2 separate regions of the Mus musculus genome follow, and region 1 is linked to region 2. A link is a contact called in public Hi-C data. All regions are on one chromosome and are shown on one strand. The core of a region is the stretch at or near the end of the contact, and the rest is flanking DNA. Distances in the headings are between cores, read along the strand shown. Region 1 holds the start of Ostc (oligosaccharyltransferase complex subunit (non-catalytic)). Region 2 holds the start of Snhg8 (small nucleolar RNA host gene 8).

Region 1 (4,157 bases), core at 285-2,784, 7.2 Mb before region 2:
GTTTTAGAAATAATGACCGTAGTTTAAAAAAAATACTGTCTCTTAAAACTAATGATGTTTCTTCTAATTAAAAACGTTTCAGAGTTTTAACTCAGCCTAGCATATTTGTAGCACTAATTTTGATCCTGGCACCTTTTTAAAAAAGAGAGAGAGAGAAAAAAAAGAAAACCAAAATAATTATGCAGTGAGAAGGATCTGGGCAATGTTACTCCAGCTTTTTATTTATTTATTTTTTTAATGGTTTTTTGAGACAGGGTTTCTCTGTATAGCCTCAGCTGTCCTGGAACTCACTCTGTAGACCAGGCTGTCCTCAAACTCAGAAATCTGTCTGCCTCTGCCTCCCAAGTGCTGGGATTAAAGGTGTGTGCCACCACTGCCCGGCGGTACTCCAGCTTTGTGAGTTAATGAAATACAAGCATGGTATGACACAGCTTGACATGATATCCATATTGTATGTTTTTGAAAAAAAATATATTCATCGCCAGTTCACACTTCATATTTCTGTTGCTTATAGTAAAACTAACAGTAGATGATTTTAGTTCCTTAACTCCTGCTGTGGCTCAAATTTTAAAATCTGAATGGTCCAAGCCACTAACATTTCTACCCCCATTGGCTTGTTATGTTGCTTAAGCTTTTTATCATAGGATACGGGAACGATAAGAGGCACTGCAGCGGAGCTTCTGTATTCCAAAAACATTTCCCCCCTCCTTGCTGTTTTATAATAGCCCGTTATTTCCTTGATTGATCAGGATTACTGTCTCTAGCTAGTAAAGTCCTTTCTTATTTACATTTGATACCTTGGCAGGAAGACACCTGAAGTAGCCAGGTGGCAGGATTTTCCGTTCCAATTTTAGTATTTATGGTGCTGAAGCCGGCGCCCTACTAAGCAGGTAATTAAGGTGAGAAACCAGAATGACTTCAAGATTTTTGGCCTGGGTGATTTTTACTAACTCAGGCGTGACTGAAAATGGTTTAAAGTAATATTTGTTCTGTCACAGTTTGTGGTTGACATGGACTGTGTGGGTTTTATTCATTTATTATTATTATTTTTTATAAAGCCCATACTACTTTGGCAATTACTGCCAATTAGCGTCGCTATACAGCATGAAGAAAAAGCTCAGCGAATTAGAGCTTTTTAAAGCCCCGAGGGGAGACCTCCAATACTAAAAGGGAGCACACATCTAAACTTTCATTCATCCTCCAGCTCTATGAACTTAAGAGTTTCCAGCAGCCAATCAGCTCTCAAGTAGGTGGCGTCAGCAAGTGGGCGGGGCAGTGGGGATGCTAATCTCTCCGCTTCTGTGGCTTGGCCACGTAGGACGCCTTGCAGGTCCTGGAAGGTATATAATAAACAATGATCTCTCAGTAAGAAAAAAGCTTCTAACCCACACTCAAGCCTAAAAACGACCATTATTATTTATTTTTAAATATGTATATTATTTATCAGGTTAGTGCAATTTCTTTCTTTCTACAGTGAATATCTTGTCTCCTTCTGACTTCTACAGACCTGTGGTCCTCGGCTTACGCATGCGCAGTAGGCGGGCGTGTTTCCGGGCGGTGCGGGAGGCTGGAGGCCAGAGGGCTGGCCCTACCGCCGGGGACATGGAGACTCTGTACCGAGTCCCATTCTTAGTGCTCGAATGCCCCAACCTGAAGCTGAAGAAACCGCCCTGGGTGCACATGCCGTCGGCTATGACGGTGTACGCCCTGGTAGTGGTATCTTACTTCCTCATTACCGGAGGTAACTCGGCCGTGATGGGTCGGGTGGGCGCGCAGGCTGCTCGCTCCGGAGGCGCGTGGCCCCCGAGCCGGGCCCCGTAGGCTCACGCCTTTCACTGGAAAGAGATGGTCTCCTCTCTGCCCGCTTTTTCCTTCGAGCGCTGAGTTGGATATAATTGTCAAGTCCAGCTAGTTGTTATTTCTTGCTGTGCATTGTTTGACCAGGGTCTTGGGAACATCATTTTTGAATCACTGTGTTTCCTTGGTTGGTCGAGAGAGTGTGGGACTTTTATTAAACTAATCGTGAGGACCCTGAAATCGTGGAAGAGATCTGATAACCTTTGAGTTTGTTAGTTCAGACCCCAGGGGCTTGGATTGCTTTATGTCAAATCACAGGAATGAGAAGGGAACTTACCGAAGCCACGGTTTTTTTGAGAAATACGTGAGATTGGAATTGAGGCTTGCAAAAAGATGGTGTATCTCAGAGGGCAGAAAATGGGACTCAGAAAATAGAAGGGAAGCAGTGCTTTTTAGATATCTGTCACCAAATCCCTTAAGTGGAAAATGCAGAGGGGTGTGGCTTTGCCTATTGGTGAGTTGGCAGTCCGTCTGCAGGCTCTAGAGCACCCTTTGGAGCGACAGTTCCAGGATGTATCCAGGACTGGGCTTCAGGAATTTAGGAAGTAGTGTACTACTTAATTCAGAAAATTAAAAAGATTTTTGGTTAGCAAAAGTGGTTCAACTTTTTTTAGGGTGTGTGTAGACATATTGCTATTGCTTAACTGCTTTCTGAGGCTACTTGGCATATTTGAAGAGGTAGAAGACAGTATTTAACTGTAGAGTTGGCATTCTACGGAGTGCACATTAACGGAAATGCTAAAGGCCACTTTAAACATTGTTGTTGTTGTTTAAGAAAAAAAAAAAAAAAGACATTACCTGGTGTGTGTGGCGTTAACATTCACTTTTGCTCAGCACAGTGAATCGTGAATATGACACCTAATGCCTTGGGCTTTAAGAACTTAGTGTTCATTCTTGCCAGCTTGTTTCTTGACTTTTGCTTCCTTTGGAGACAGTTTTTGTGAGAAGCCTCAGCTTTCTATTGGGCCACAGTTTTGGTGGTTTTAGAATGGGGTTTGGGGGGAATTTCGCTGCCCCAACCACTGGGTCAAAATGGAAGGGCGCATTTTGTACATTTACCGTTTGGCTTCTGGAATGGCTTCTTCTCAGCATGGCGAGAAGCATGGCAGTCGTGTGCAGGCAGACGTGGTGCTGGGAGAGCTGAAAATTCTAATGGACAGCTTTCTAAAAACTGAGTGTACCTGTACCTAAGCAATGTTGCTGGGAAGGACAGGCGACACTGACTTTCTGTTAACTCAGTGCTGGGATAACAGCAAAGAAAATATAATGACTCTGCCCTCCATAGAAGGTAGTGGAGACATGCTAACTACCGCACAATTGCTTTCTGCTACACAGTAGAGTTTAGAAGCATTGATTTAATTCCAGTATGTTTCCTGGAGAAATGATCTGTTAGTCTGAGTTTGAATGGTTAGAAGGGTCATACTAGAAAAGAAAAAAAAAAAAAGTGTGGACCAACGTGGACCAGGAGACTAGTGAGGTGTTTTGTTCACTTAGACCAGCACTTCTGGCATTTTTCCTCCTATGTGTCCCCATTTTTCCTGACAGATTTTTGCACAACCTTGGGTAAATAGGCATATGTAATAGGTATAAGGTCAAACTTTTACTAGTAAAAGTAACTAGTAAGCTTACTTTACAACAACAATTTGCTAGATACACAATTTATGCTAGTTTTTTCTTATCATGTATACATGTACATATGCATGCATGCCTGCCACTCAGAAGGGGACACTAGATTTCATCATAGATGGTTCAGAGCTACCATGTGGTTTCTGGGAGTTGAACTTAGGACCTCTGAAAGAGCAGTTAATACTCTTAACCTCTGAACCTTCTCTCCAGCCCCTGTTGTGGTATTTTTTAAAGCTGAAAGCAAATTCACATACTAATGAGACAATGTGCCTCTGTATTTTCCATAGAGAATGGAATCTTAGCTGCATATTTGATACTGCAGGATGTAGAGCAGCCTCAGTGTTCATCAGAGCCTTGTTACTCTGTTTCTTTGGTAAACTTGGCACCTCTTTGAGAGATAATGTTGTCTAGATGTCATTCTAAACATTGCTGTAAAGAGACACCATGACCAAGGCAACTCTTATAAAAGAAAACATTTAACTGGGGCTGGCTTATAGTTTCAAAGGTTCAATCCATTAGCATCATGGCAGGAAACATGGCAGTGCCCAGGCAGACATGGTGCTGGAGGGGCTGAATATTCTACAACTTGATCAGCAGGCAGCAGAAGGCAACTGTGTGTGTCTGTTTTACACTGGGCGTAGCTTGAACATTTAAGACCTCAAAGCCCACCTCCA
Region 2 (4,675 bases), core at 68-2,567:
TTTAAGTAATCTGAACCGGTTCTACAAGCGACTGTGTTTTGTATTACTGCGAAGATATGGAAAATGTAGTGCATTGCAATTTAAAGTAATGTTAGTACTTTTCCATGCAAATTTGTGTACATGTGAGAGGGTATCCATTTGGTTCAGTGATTGTTCTTTAGAGAGTTGTTTGCTAATCATTGACTGTAGTCCCCAAAAAAGCCTTATGAAAATGTTATGCCCTGTGTAACAGCAGAGTAACATAAAAACAAAACTACATTTTGTAAAATAAAAAACCTGACAGGTGCAGACAGGCACAAAAGAAAAACCCACGGAAAGATGCAGGCTACCATCTACTGGCCAGAGAAGGAAGGCCCTTAATCTCGGACTTCTCAGCTCAGGACTAATACAGACCATTCTTAAGGACACCCTCAGAAGACCATCCAGAATGTAAATGAAATGTTTGGGCAACGCGCCGCGGTTACTTGAGCCTTATGATGAACTAGTTCTTTCAATTCAGTAGTGATTATTTTAAGTAAAATGAGATAGTGGGTGAGCGAGCTGAGGTTCACGAACCCCTCTAGGTCCTTCAAATGCGAGTATTGTCTCCAATGAATTCGTTCCTACTGACTCCTGCACGGTGTTGCCCTAACCGCACCCTTCCCAGCCTGTAATGATCACAGCTTTCTAACTAACATTCTCCATGACGACAACTGTCATCTCCATACTCCATCACTAAAGGCCCTCTATTCTGTCTCATAGCGGGCTGCACGCGGGAGTGAGATATGCCTTCCTCCCGGAAAAGCCGAGGGCCGGGCGGGTCTGCTCGCACTGCCCAGGCTTCCCGTTCTCCCGGTTCGAGAAACCTTCCGGCGCGCTGTGTCGGGCAAAAGTGAGATCAGATCAAAAGGGCAAGCGGAAGGGCGCAAGCGGAACCATCAACCCCGATGGGGGCAGAGGAGCCGCCAACAGCTCTCGGGGACAAAGGGCCGGCGCCATAGGAAGTGATGCCGGGGGAGGCGGCAACGAAGGGACCTTAGACTTTGGGTCCCAGAGAAGAACGCAGCCAAGAAGAGAAAACGCGCGCACCGCCAGAGCTTCAGCCACGAGACTTCTGACACCGCGAGAACTGTGGTTTCAGCTCGGCTTTTCCCCGCCCACCTCCACAGCCCGCCCATTCCTGTGACGCACGCATCGAATCCGGGCCGCCTGTACACCAATCAAAGTGACGAGGCGCGGGAGAGCTCGGAATGGGCGGGAAAGCCCCGCCCCTCGCGCGCAGGCTCTTGGGAGAGCGTCACCCGGGCTATAAAAGCGTGCGCGCACCGTTCAGAAGTCTCTTTGGCTGCGATCCGCCTACGAGTATGTAGTTGTATGGTGGGGATGATATCTTGGGCCTTATTTGTGAGTGGCCGAGATGCGGGAGACACAAGGTGGCTATGGTGCTGGCCGAAAGCCATCAACTCTGCAAGAGCGCCGTGAAGGTTAGCGCGACGACCACCATGTAAAGCCGATACGGTGTTGGGCGGCGTGACGCAAGTTCGCCACCGCTGGGTCGGATGGTGAGTGACACCTCTGGGGTTACACTAGATTTTTGGGCTGTGAAACTCCATGTATCTTTGGGACCTGCCGCCTGTGGCAGTCTCCCTTCCTAGCCATGGAAGAGCATGTTCTTGTTATTGGCAAAGCTGTCACCATTTCATTGGTACCAGATTCTGACTTGAGCAAGTGACATTCTAAGATTGTAAGAGTCTACACGACGCTAGAAAAATGGACTTCAGTTTTCTAAACTAGTATTGAAATATTTCTAGGAAACGCCGGGACCCGTTGCTGTTGAACAGTGGAGGAAGTGTTAAGGTAAGATTCATTTTTGTGGTGTTTTCGCGGTTCTGGGTAGTGAGTGGGCCTTTACTGTTAGGGTGAAGTTTGCTCTTGTGCTGACATTAACATAAGTAAACAGCCCGTAGTATAGTCACGGATATTCTGTAATGGGCCTTTTTTTTTTTCTTGCAGGTACTGTAGTGGTTGAGATCGTCTCTGGTCAACTTACAGGGAATCTTCGCTTTTAATTTTTGAAAATTGAATATTTTATATTAAATAAAAGATGTTTGGTGTGTAATAAGACTGTGTCCTGTTTCTGGAGGTTGTGTGAATTAAGAGTTAACGATACAGGAGACATTTGCGCAGGAAATAACTGGGTTAACTAGGCTTCCAAAGAAGATAGGTTTGATTGTTACAAAGGTGCAAGATAAATGTTGGCTTGGAACATGAGTGATTAATAAGCCACAGACGGTTGCCCTTAATGAAAAGTATCTTTTGCTTGCTGCTCTCCAAGCCTTCTAGTGTGTGCCATTCAACTTCAAATCTCCAGAAGCCAAGTATGTAACACCAGCTAGGGGGTGTGTTGTGACAGGTGCTGAGGGGATACTTGTGACCTTAGAGGCTTTTGTGTCTGGGATTTGAGGTACTGAGACTCACACTCAAGAGTATGATAGGCCTTATTTAGGGAAGCTTAGGAACCAGGGGGTGATTCCTCTGCACAGAGATTATTGGGATCCAAATTCCCACCAGATGTCTCTGGGCCTTCATTCCTATTTAAAAAGGGCTGCTGTAAGGTCATGGTTCCACAAGTGGTCAGTAATTTGTATGGCCTCTTAACTGCTTGCCATTTCATGTGTTAGGCTTTCTGGTACATAAGGAGAGCCTCTTTAAAACATTTGTCAGGTTAGTCTCAGGAGATCTGAACTTACTTGAAGGTACCAGTAGATGGCGTACTTTTTCATGGTTCAAAAGGCAGAATTCAAGTTTGACATCTGCCTACTGTTCTAGAGAAATGATTTTGATAGTGAAGATTTGAACTTAAGAAAATGATGTGCTGGTCTTAGTGTAGGTAAGATCAAAAAGGTTAAATGTGGGCACCTAATCAAGGTTCCTAGCCCAAATTTTGTAGATTTAAAAATTAAAACTAAGATTTGCTAGAATTTCACCTTACATAAAAATTGTAATAGGCAAGGATAAGACCTGTACCCCTGAACTACTGGGTTCTCTCAAATTCAAAGGAATCGCAGGCTTGTCATTTCTGGCATGGTGCCAAGTATGAAGACTGAATGGTTACTGTTTTACTATTTTCTTGAGCTTTCCATAAGTTACAGACTGGTGACACTTTTTATCCAAGGTACAAAGGCGGGGACTCTGGTATAAACTCCAGGAGTGTCTTTGACTCCACATCCATACCCCCAGGAAGTCACCCCATACACAACCCAGGACTCATCAGGCTTTTCACACATGAGTGGTCCTCCACTGTCTCCCTGGCAGCTGTCCACACGGTTGTCTTCTTGGAGGTTCCCAGCACAGAGCATTCTCCCAGTAAATAGTCCCTTGTACCTCTCTTTACAAAACCTCTTGGGTAACAGAGGCACAGCAGCTTGTTGTAGAGTTCTTGAGTAGGCACGACCTGCTCAGACCAAAAGAAGGCTGGCGTTAGTCAATGGGATTTCAGCTAATGATCACATTTAGCAGTTTAGTAGTCTTATAATGCCTTCAAAGGCATTTCAAAATGGCTGTTAACTTAGAAGTAGCTATGGTGCTAGCTGTGTAGCAGAAGGCTCTAGTATTGGATGTTTCAGAATTAAACTGCGTACAGTTTCACATACAAACATGACGTGTCATTTATCTAGTCAGGTCATTTGTGGAAAAACATAAGTGTACACCTAGCAATTGAATTCCATCAGCTAGTGCTAAAATTTGGAATTAGAACCAACAGTGTAGGAAACCAACAGTCCAGGGTGTGAATCTAGGTAGGCTGTGTGTATACATTTCACACTTGGCAGACTTCAAGCATCTAAGCTTAAGCCCACCTAAGGCCGTGATTCTCAATCCTAATGTTGCGATCCTTTAATACAGTTCCTCCCATGGTGGTGACCCCCAACCATAAAATTATTTTTATTGTTACCTCATAACGAATTTTGCTACTGTTATAACTGTGTTTCCCAATGGTCTTAGGTGACCCACCAATGGAGAACCACTGATCTAAGGTCATACCATTGCACATCCTAACATGAACAGACCAAATGCTGTCAAGTTTTCTTCGATTGTTTCTTTGTTTTTATAATTACCTGTGTCTCCCCATCCTGTTATGTGACAGTTGGAGGCTGTTTTCTGTGGCCTCTCTCTCCATAGAGGTAAACAGGCTGGCAAAACGTGGGTGCTTAGTCTGGCACATTGCTCCCCTGGTCCTTGCAATCTAACCAGGGCAATGTCATAGTCGCTTCTGTCTGGCCTGTAGTTCCTGTGAATCACAATCTGTTGAACCCCTATTTCTTGTTCAAACTCCTCTGGTACCAGAGTATGATAATCCCCAACTCGAACTGCATAGCTCCTCGAGTTGTTTCCGTACCTGAAGGGAGAGAGCCAAATGTGAGGCTTTTTTTTCAGGTATTGAAAAATCAATGATCAACAGCTAGGAATGTTAAACTATAACAAGTCAATCTTGTTTCAAATCCTGTCCTTTAGCAAACTTAGCCATCTTACCATTTCTCTTCCTTCAAGCTCACTGTCCCCTCCTGGAAGCCCATTGTTCGCACGTCTTCTGATTTCACTATATGTCTAGATAACTATTTTCTGAGGCAGTAAATGTGGAGAGTGAGTGGAAATTACCGACAAAGCGTCAGCATGGCAATGCTTACCAAACAGGAAC

The links. Hi-C and Micro-C count contacts between places; a contact is called where the count stands out from the background.
Region 1: a Hi-C map of B cells shows a contact between it and region 2, with 5 read pairs. The contact joins the promoter of Ostc here to the promoter of Snhg8 in region 2.

What each region holds. Positions count from the first base shown.
Region 1 is chr3:130,706,821-130,710,977 of GRCm38.p6, reverse strand. It overlaps Ostc (oligosaccharyltransferase complex subunit (non-catalytic)), which reads left to right and starts at 1,534. Exons shown (of 4, transcript NM_025509.3): 1 at 1,534-1,741. The coding sequence starts at 1,603.
Region 2 is chr3:123,504,978-123,509,652 of GRCm38.p6, reverse strand. Snhg8 (small nucleolar RNA host gene 8) reads left to right here and starts at 1,317. Exons shown (of 1, transcript NR_028574.1): 1 at 1,317-2,101. Snora24 (small nucleolar RNA, H/ACA box 24) reads left to right here and starts at 1,587; the gene lies at 1,587-1,716. Prss12 (protease, serine 12 neurotrypsin (motopsin)) reads right to left here. Exons shown (of 11, transcript NM_008939.2): 10 at 4,095-4,375; 11 at 3,051-3,433. The coding sequence ends at 3,126. It also overlaps the pseudogene Gm9369.